3 separate regions of the Mus musculus genome follow, and regions 1 and 2 are each linked to region 3. The links are chromatin contacts, called in public ChIA-PET and HiChIP or PLAC-seq maps. All regions are on one chromosome and are shown on one strand. The core of a region is the stretch at or near the end of the contact, and the rest is flanking DNA. Distances in the headings are between cores, read along the strand shown. Region 1 holds the start of Nlrc3 (NLR family, CARD domain containing 3). Region 2 holds the start of Adcy9 (adenylate cyclase 9). Region 3 holds the start of Crebbp (CREB binding protein).

Region 1 (3,066 bases), core at 81-2,580, 240 kb after region 3:
TAGCTCAGGTAAGGAAACCATAGGAAAAGGCCCCTGACTGCAGGCTGGAAGCCTTACACTCCCCAAGTTAAGAAGAACTGAGCCTACTAACTGCCTTGCTGTTTGCTCTCAGGTAACAAAGTCTCAGAGTGAAGAAGACCCTGGAGAAATGTGTATATTTGGGCATGTGTGTATGCATGTGCGTGCACACACACACACATCAGAATAGCCCATGTATGGGGCTGGTGGCCATTACTGGGAGGAGAGGAAGGAGCTAGCACTAGGATGTTCCCCAAGATCCTCAGGAAGAAGGCTGTTTCCTCTCCTGCTAGATCTCTGGAGGAGGCAGGCTGAGCCTCTTGGGCCTCGTGTGACTGGCCCACAAAGCACCTTTGCTGCACCCCTTGGCCAGGACTATAGCTCTCTGCTTCCCCTGCTTAGAGCCTCCTCAGGCTTCCCATGGTCTGCCACGGTGTCCACAAGTTCCCAGCCTGCTCCTCTGTGCTCAGTAGGGAAAGAGATGGGTGGCAGACGTTCCAAAACAGCATTTCTAACCTAGCACCAAAGTCCTACCTCTCCATGGGAAACAAAGGTCTGCCACATGCCTCCTGCACCCCTGCATGCAGGCTGCTCTCAACATCGGAACTCAACAGATGCCTGAGAACTCTGTGTGCTTGCTGAAGAGCCCAAGGCCCCTTGGTCACTTGGCTACCACGTCTCCTAAGTCAGTCAGAGCTGTCACAGTAAATGGCTTCCTTCCCCCCTCCCTACTCCCCCATCAGTAGAAGACATTCTAAATGGTCCATTTATTGCAAGCTTTTTTTTTTCTCTTTTGATCGCTCTCAGCCACGTCCTTGTCCTTATCCTTTCTTCTGCATCTGAGCAGGACACCTACCTTCCTGCTGTGAATAGCTGTGTGCTGCATTCCAGGGTCCACTGACTCACAGGGATAGGGCTAGGTCAGAAGCACCTCTAGGGTGAAAGACGTGCTTTAATAAGAGGAAGGTCACTGGGTATCAAAGCCTGGAGGCATGCAGGCATTCCGGCCCCACTGACTATCTCTCAGCAGTGTGACCTAAACCCAGGTGCTGACCTCCTCCCTGCCCCCTGCTTCCCCACCCCCCACCTTCTGACAGTCTGTTGGAGGATGGAGAATGAATGTCAACAATTTTGGCACTGTACCCATCCCGAGCACATGCTGTGAGGATGCTCAGTCCCAGAATGGAGATCCAACATAACTTCCCTACTCTGGGGGATGTGACAGAACCAAAGAGGTGAGCCTGGGGCCAAGCAGCTCACTGATTTGTCAGCGAGGCTGTTAGCTTTTAAAACTAGACAGGAAGGAAGGTTGAGGTGGAGGACAGGAAGAGCTGAGGGGCTGCAGTGACAGTGGGTGGGCTCCTGGGGACTACAGGATGTGGTAGGTCTGTCACTCCCAGCCCTGGCGTGATCAGTGTGATAAACTCCCCTGATCTCTTCAGAGAAGGTTTCCTCAGCTCTGGACAGACCAAGGTCTCAGCCTCAGCTGACCTGCCACTGACTACCCAAGGCATTCAGCCATAAACATGGCCTCCCGCTCACTGGAGCAGAGCTGTGCCCAGGAGCATGCAGGCGGAGCCCTTTAGCACCCTGGAGCAGCCACCATGGCAGGAAGGTAAGTAGCACCCAGAGCACATCGGTGCAAGGGAGGACTCAGGAAAAGCTGCTAGGGAGGGTAGAGGCTCTGAAGGCCTGAGGGCACGAGGAGGCTACGGAGTGCTGAGCCCTGGGTGTTGGAGCTGCTGGGTCTGGATGCGTCAGTGTCTGGTAGACTCACTTGTGCCCAGGGTGATGATCCACAAGTTCTAGGGGAGAAGACCCAGCTCTGTGTTCTTGGTGATGGCATGGGCGGAGCAGGATGCATTGCAGGTTGCAAGTAAGCAGCACCACGATTGGAACCCGGTTCCTCCAAGGCTGTGATCCCAAGCAGGTGACCCTCTTCTTGTGTTCATTTGCCACCTGTAAGTGGAGTCACAACTCCAGCACCTACCCCAAAGGTCAAGGGGCGTGCTACATACAACTCCCAGCTTTCCCATAATACCCCTCCCCCAGGGCCACTCCTAGCCACACCCTGGCGTTAGTTAAAACTTGTCATTCTGAGACTGCTAACCAAGGGAGGCCTCTGTAAGAGGTGTGGCTGCAAAGCCTAGTGAATGTTAAACACAGGGAGTGTTAGCTATGGTGTCCACCCATGGACAGGCTTCTAGGCCCTGGGGCTCCTCCCGGCTCCCCTCCTTATCACAGGCTCACTTTGGCCATCCCGCAACGGTTGTATCTACTTTGCTGCTGGGAGGGCTAGATCTACCTGCTTGCTGGTACTCCAGGTCAATGCTGTGGTGTATCCTTAGGGCAGAAGTTACTTCTTTCAGGATGCTGATCTCAGAAACCAGATAGTTGCTATGGTTGCTAAGTCAGGCCTGGGGAGGGAGATGAGGGTAAAGAGTAGGTCATACAAAAAAACCCAAGGTACTATGTGTGTGGCCAGAGATATGAACAGTGCCGCCTCCCCCTGCCCCCCCCTTCCCCGTCCCCACCCTAGCTAAGCTAGGTGGGGCAAGGCCGGCATTTGGAAGGGACTCACCTGGCTCAGGCCGGGTCTGTGGCCCTGGCAGAGAAGCATGGCACAGAATAGGCTCCACCAGACATAATGCTTTGCCAGAGTCAAGAAGCACTGATCTAAGTCCTTTGAAAACATGGTTGCCTCATCCTCTTGTTTACAACAACCTTATTGTTTAGCAGTAATAAGATTATCTGGTGGGCATCCAATTACAGAAGGCAATAGCTAGCCTTGTTCCATGCCCTGACAATATCCTACTAGAAAGCATCCTGACCTTTGCCATGGACAGGCTGACAGTGATCTACTTCAGTTGGTCCAACTACATTTGTATTTCTGCACAGTTGCCAACTTCAAAAGTCAAGATGTACCTTACAGGTAGTGTTTAATCAATGTGTAGAAACTGGCACCCAGAGGTCTCTTGTGCTGCCTCTCAGGCAGAAGCAACCCCAAAAGTGACTATTTGACATCTCTTGTTTCAGATTGGTTTGTCC
Region 2 (2,933 bases), core at 276-2,775, 210 kb before region 3:
CCCAGCTTCTCCTACTGTTAATGTCTTGGGTAACTGTGGGATTTAATGGGGATGCCATTAAATACACTGCATGTTTCACCAGCTGCCTTCCCACTGTTTTTTGTTTGTTTGTTTTTGTTTTTTTTCCTGTTCTACTTTGCCCTTTAATGACAATTTGCCCCTTACTTGTGACAATACCTTAGGCTCTGTGTTTGGTGACTCTGGCACTGTGAAGAGCACTTGGCAGTTTGGTTGTGGAGTATTTTTCAGATTAAGTTCCTTCCTCAGATGTTTTCTCATAATTAGATGGACATCTTGCACTTTGAGCTGGAATATATCAACAATGACACGTTTACTTTAAAAAGTTCCTGTTTATTGTGGTGCAATACATACTGCATAAAACTTACCATTTATGCAGTTGTACTTATCATTAAAGCAATCCAAAGACACTAGTACGTTCATGAAGTATACCTACTACAGAATCCACGGCGTTGTGTTCTCACTAGTTCCAGATGTTTTCATCACCCCAAAAGGAACCCCCAGGCTTGATAGTGTAGTCAATACCTAGTACTTCATACAACCGCAGGCATCCATCACCTGTATTTTCTCTATAGATTTGCTTGTTCTGGGCATTTCACATTAATACAATCATACAATATGTGGCCTCTTGTGTTTGGTTTCTTTTACCCAGTGTGTTTCAGAGGTTGTAGCAAGTGTACTTCATTTTTATAGTCGAATAATATTCGGTTGTATAGATAGTCTATATTTTACCTTCCTATTCCTGAATTCCACAGTGACTGTGGATGCCTGGGATGGGCCCCGAGAGCTGTGGGAAGGAAGGGTCAGTTAGTCCCCTGTGGTTGCAGAAAAACACTGTACGGTGTGGCAGCCAGGGTGCGACCAGAGAATATAGAATTGTGTTTATTCAGGCCAGAGTTTACACAGACCAATGTAGAACTTATTAATGGGAAGCTGATTTCTTTGAACGTTTTCCTTGTGGAGAGGGAAAAACAGTTGTTCATGTGAAGAATGAAAGATCTTCAAAGTCGGGAAGATAACTTCCCCAGGGGGTTGGCAAAGGTGGTCCTCAGTGGTGCTCGACTTTAGAAGCTATCAGAAGTGGCTTGGCTGGTGATGATCATTTCCATCCCCCAGCAAGTTCAGAGGGGCCTAGCACCACTGGGAACACTCCTACATTGCTGGCAGAATGGGAGGGAGGTCACAATCGAGCAAAGCCAGGGACTGAAAACTTCGATGTATCCAAAAGGTAAACTGCGCTTAGATGCTTCCTGTGCGGACTTGGGGGCCAGGCTGCGGGGCAAGTAGTCAAAGGCAGCCAAGGCCTCGGAAGAAGGCGGAGGCCTGGTGCCCACAGCAGGCGGCCCAGGCTCGGAGCAGCCCAGGGCGGAGGGCGGCGCCCAGAGCGCGTCCGCCCGGCCCCGCCCCGCTGCAGCCCCGAGCCGGGCGCGCGCTCCTAGGCGGGGTGGCGCGCTGCTGGTGCGCGTGTCCCGGACCCGGCGGTGACGTGCGCGGGCCGCGCGTGCGCGCTGCGGCAGAGGAGAGGGGCGGCGCGGGCGCGCGTCTGTCAGTGACAGCGGGAGGGGGAGGAGGAGGGGGCCGGAGATGGTGGTGGCGGCGGCTGCGGCTGCTACTCTTCCGACCTGAGGCAGCGGCTGCGGGAGAGCGGGCGGCGGGCGCAGCCGCAGCGGCATCTGTAGCTCAGGCAGGGCCCCTGGGGCGTGGGCGCGGCGTGCGGACGACCGGCGTGCTGGCCAGCCGGCGTCGCGGGAGTCAGGCTCTGCGGCAGCCCGCACGGCGGTCTGTGGAGGGGCCCGCGCAGTGCCCCGAGCTCGGCTCTGGGCCGGGGTGCGTTCGGCTGCGGGCAGCAGGCCCTGCTAGACCGGCCGCTCGGACGGGCGGCCCTCGGGCTCCTCAAGCTCGCGAGCAGGGGCGCGGGGCAGGGTAGCCCGCTGGTGCTTAGCCGCAAGGGGACGGAACGCGGCAGGAGCCGCAGGTTGGCCCGCGCGCTTTGACGCACCGGGCGCTGCTGCGGCAGGATGAAGCGCTGCTCGCCTCCCGAGTTGTTTTTGCGAAAGCTGCTCCCGGTGCCCCGAGCGCTCAAGGTCTGAACTTCCCTCTGGAGCTGCAGTTGGAGTTGCACGGGGAGAGGCCACCAGCGGGCGACGGCGCCCGAGGGGAGCGCAGCGCAGCGCTGCCGGGGACCCAAGACTCAGCGCGGCCGCGGCACGAGAACCCTGGGAGCACCAGGTACGGCCCGTGCGGTTCTCGCTCGCCTTGGCGCTTTTATGCGCCGTTATGGGCAGTTTTGGTGAACATATGGTGGTGCCTTCCCAAGTGGCTCGCCAGAGCTCGCACTCGCGACAAGCACAGGTCGCGTGGCCCTCCGGGAGTGTGTGTAGTCAGGCCGCTCTAATTCTGCTGGTTTTGCCTGCAGGTGCCCCTGACCTGGTCGGGAAAGGTTCCAAGAGCTCGGCAACATGGCTTCCTCACCCCACCAGCAGCTGCTGCATCACCATAGCACCGAGGTGAGCTGCGACTCAAGCGGAGACAGCAACAGCGTGAGGGTCAAGATCAACCCTAAGCAGCTGTCCTCCAACACCCACCCGAAGCACTGCAAGTACAGCATCTCCTCCAGCTGTAGCAGCTCGGGAGACTCAGGGGGCCTTCCCCGGAGGGTTGGCGGCGGGGGTCGCCTGCGCAGACAGAAGAAGCTGCCCCAGCTTTTTGAGAGGGCCTCCAGCCGGTGGTGGGACCCCAAATTCGACTCCATGAACCTGGAGGAGGCCTGCCTGGAGCGCTGCTTTCCGCAGACCCAGCGCCGCTTCCGGTACGCACTCTTTTATGTGGGCTTCGCCTGCCTTCTCTGGAGCATCTATTTCGCTGTCCACATGAAATCCAAAGTGATTGTCATGGTGGTCCCAGCTCTGTGCTTC
Region 3 (3,392 bases), core at 207-2,706:
TTTCTGGGTACCTGCCAAAGCCAGGGTGGTTGTCCGAAGTAAGGAGTACCCTTAGGAGATCGAAGCCCTTGGTCTTGGTACCTGGGCCCATCTCAGATCCAGGAGGTAGAGCTGACAGCCTCTCCCTTCAGGTGACAGCGTTGGACATTGGACCTGGCCCTATCGTTTTTGGGCTTGGGAGTGGGCGCTCAAGAGCCTTGCGGTGCCCTTGCAAACTTGGGAAGCACAAGGAAGGGGTGGACTCTCGGCCTGTCATTTTCTCCCTCAGTGATCTTAGAGAAAGTTGCTTTGCCCCTTCCTGCCTCAGTTTCCCCATCTGCACACAGACCCGAGGACCCTCTGTAACCTGCAGGCGCCACTTCGCCATTACTAGCATAGGGCGCGGGGAAGAGGCGCAGGTTGCGGTGGCGTCTTCTTAGTCCGATGTCACCCTGGAGGCTCGCAAGCAAGGAGCTGCGAAGAGCCAGAGCTGCCGGGGCGGGGCGGGACCGGACGGGCTGGGCCCGGATCAGCGCTGACTCCGAGCCTGGCGGGGGGGGGGGTCTAGGCTCGAGCCCAGGGCGCCCTCCCCGCGCGTGCCGCGTTACTGACAGCGTCAGAACAAAAGTGGCCGTCTGCTCTGCGCACTTGGCGTCCCGCAGGCCGGGCCTAGCACCGCAGCCCGTCGCCTCACGCATCGCCGCCGTGCCTTCGACCCTTCCACCCGAGCGCGCTCGGCTCTTTCCGCCGCGGCCGGCGCAGGTGGAGGGGCGGGGCGGGGGCCGTGCGTGGTGACGCCGCGGGGGGGGTGACGTACAAGCGTGCCCCGCCCCCTCCCCCTCCCCGTTCAGGCTCTGGAAAGAGAAGAAAAAAAACTTTCTTTTTTTTTTTAATTGAGGAATCAACAGCCGCCATCTTGTCGCGGATCCGACCGGGGCTTCGAGCGCGATCTACTCGGCCCCGCCGGTCCCGGGCCCCACAACCGCCCGCGCACCCCGCTCCGCCTGGCCGGCCCGCTCCGCCCGGCCCTCGGCGCCCGCCCCGGCGGCCCCGCTCGCCTCTCGTCTCGGCCTCCCGGAGCCCGGCGGCGGCGGCGGCGGCGGCGGCGGCACGGGGTGGGGGGGCCGCGGCGCGGCGGCGGCCCCGCTCGGCGCATTGTTTTTCCTCACGGCGGCGGCGGGCCGCGGGCGGGCGGCGGAGCCCAAAGCCCCCCGGTCGTCCGGCCGCGGGCGAATTCATTAAGTGGGGCGCGCGGGGGGGGGGGGTGGCGGCGAGGCGGCGGCGGTACCACCATGTTCCCGGGCGCCGCCTGAGCCGCGGGGCCGGGCGCCGTCGCTGCCAGCCGGGCCCGCGGAGGCGGCCGGGCCGCTTGGGTGCCCGGGCCGCGGAGTGTCGCGCTCGGGAGGCGGGCAGGGGATGAGGGGGCCGCGGCCGGCGGCGGCGGCGGCCGGGGGCGGGCGGTGAGCGCTGCGGGGCGCTGTTGCTGAGGCTGAGATTTGGCCGCCGCCTCCCCCACCCGGCCTGCGCCCTCCGCGGCCCGGCCCGCGCTCCTGCGCTCGCTCCTCGCTGGCTCGCCTGCTCGCAGCCGCCGGCCCGACCCCCGTCCGGGCCGCGTCGCGCCGCCCGCGCTCAGGGCTGTTTCCGCGAGCAGGTGAAGATGGCCGAGAACTTGCTGGACGGACCGCCCAACCCCAAACGAGCCAAACTCAGCTCGCCCGGCTTCTCCGCGAATGACAACACAGGTGAGGCTGGGTCTAGGCTCGCTGTCAGAGTTCGGGGCAGGGAGGGGGTTGAGGGTCGCAGTGGCCAGAGACTCTGTCCCGGGCCTTGGGATGCGCTTCCCTGGTCGGGAGGAAAAGTGAAGCGGGGGCGCGGTCTAGTGTCCGCACGCGTGGCCGGCCGGGATGACAGCGGAGGGGACCTTGGAGGTTTGGAGTAAGAGAATGCGACCAGAGGCAATGAGGGCTTTCAGGATCGGACCCCCCACTCTAGGCGGTGCAGTCGCGGACACAGCTGCTGCCTTCTTAGTTGCGACGAGTTGCGACGGAGAAGTTTCTTGGAATGTGTTGCTTGGGAAAACGCTTAGTGGTTATTTAGAAAGTCTTGATTTTTTTTTTTTTTTGATCACCTAGTATTTTTTTTTCTCCAAAACCCCAAACCTCATGTGCGAGTTGTCATCAAAGTTGCTGTGGTGTCTTTCATTTACATACGTAACCTTAAAAAGAAGCTAGCAGGCTTTTAAAAGTCCATTTGGGCTCCAGTCTGCCTTTGAGGTTGGAATGGTTTTACACTGGAGATGAAAAATTAAAAAATTAAGGACTTTGAATCTTTCAGGGAAAGAGAAAAGCAAGATAATCTTAAATCTTTTCCCCAACTCACAAAATAGCTTCCGTGCAAACTTTCTTAGGTGATCGGATCGGGTACCCAAGACTTCCCTGTTCATTCAGTAATTCAGAGTACTTCTGGACAGCTCTGATAACCTTGCCAATTATTCGTATTTCCCCTTTTAAGCTCTCCTTCGAAATATAAACTCGTATGCTGCTGTGAACAATGCCGGCTCAGCGCAGCTAGCACTTTTCCAGTACGTACTTGTAGCGGCATCTGAAAATCAGTTTCTGATGAATGGGTCCAAATCAAATTACATTGCTGCCTGCAGATTGGCGCTAGATACAGATGTTCAAGTTGTGGAACTCTGTGACTTTATACAAGTGTATTTAAAAATATTTCTGCTTTTGAAACAAAACTTAGATTTCACGGCTTCAGTTTGAAGTGCTCCTGAAATCCAGTCATGAAAGGAGAATGTTAATGTAGAAATGAGAGGGGAGTATTCTCCCTCCATCATTTTTCAGGAGATTTTTGTTGACTTAAAATTTGTTGAGTGGTAGAAAGGAGTAAATAAATAATTCACAGGTAGGTAGGGAAAAGTCACTTTTCTTTTTAAATGACAAGTTGTTTGATGTTTATTTTCATAAAAATCTTATTGATGAAAAATGTTGAAACAGTGGTTTAAGCACACTTGTGCAAAGTAGAGCTAGCTCCCTTGCTTTAGTAATGTTGCTGTGCTCGAGCCAGAAGACTGTAATCATGTGAGATGTAGATCATACCAGGCAGGTGTTGTCCTCAAGTTTATCCTCTGACACTGCTAACTGGAAGACTTCAGCTTTGCTGTTACTGAGTGAACTTGAAGATTTTTCTTAGAAGTGGGGCAAATTAATAAGACCACAAAAAGACCTGTAGTATCTTATATATCCAGAGGTTTACAAGATGGAACCCAAAAGAAGATGGCTTTTCCCCTCCCTCCTCCTCCTTTTCTTCTTCTTCTTCCTCCTTTTCTCCCTCCTCCTCCTCTTCTTCCTCCTCCTCTTCTTTCCTCTTCCTCTTCCTCCTCCTCCTTTTTCCTTTTTTTTTTTTTT

What was found. ChIA-PET counts read pairs in DNA pulled down with a chosen protein or histone mark. HiChIP or PLAC-seq counts read pairs in DNA pulled down with a chosen protein or histone mark.
Region 1: an RNA polymerase II ChIA-PET map of memory CD8 T cells shows a contact between it and region 3, with 23 read pairs. The contact joins the promoter of Nlrc3 here to the promoter of Crebbp in region 3. A contact is called at or near these places in 2 of 39 promoter capture datasets (second pharyngeal arch cranial neural crest and stem cell-derived epiblast-like cells), 2 of 484 Hi-C or Micro-C datasets (CD4 T cells and CD8 T cells) and 1 of 115 datasets of contacts at active chromatin or transcription factors (memory CD8 T cells).
Region 2: a contact with region 3 is called in an HNF4G HiChIP or PLAC-seq map of pancreatic cancer cells. The contact joins the promoter of Adcy9 here to the promoter of Crebbp in region 3. A contact is called at or near these places in 2 of 39 promoter capture datasets (cranial neural crest and embryonic stem cells), 5 of 484 Hi-C or Micro-C datasets (embryonic stem cells, forebrain, hematopoietic stem and progenitor cells and 1 more), 3 of 115 datasets of contacts at active chromatin or transcription factors (embryonic stem cells, extraembryonic endoderm stem cells and pancreatic cancer cells) and 1 of 9 other capture datasets (adipose tissue).

Annotation. Positions count from the first base shown.
Region 1 is chr16:3,974,896-3,977,961 of GRCm38.p6, reverse strand. Nlrc3 (NLR family, CARD domain containing 3) reads left to right here and starts at 1,330. Exons shown (of 18, transcript NM_001081280.2): 1 at 1,330-1,633. The coding sequence starts at 1,585.
Region 2 is chr16:4,419,090-4,422,022 of GRCm38.p6, reverse strand. It overlaps Adcy9 (adenylate cyclase 9), which reads left to right and starts at 1,525. Exons shown (of 11, transcript NM_009624.3): 1 at 1,525-2,247; 2 at 2,435-2,933. The coding sequence starts at 2,478.
Region 3 is chr16:4,211,468-4,214,859 of GRCm38.p6, reverse strand. It overlaps Crebbp (CREB binding protein), which reads left to right and starts at 1,456. Exons shown (of 31, transcript NM_001025432.1): 1 at 1,456-1,721. The coding sequence starts at 1,637.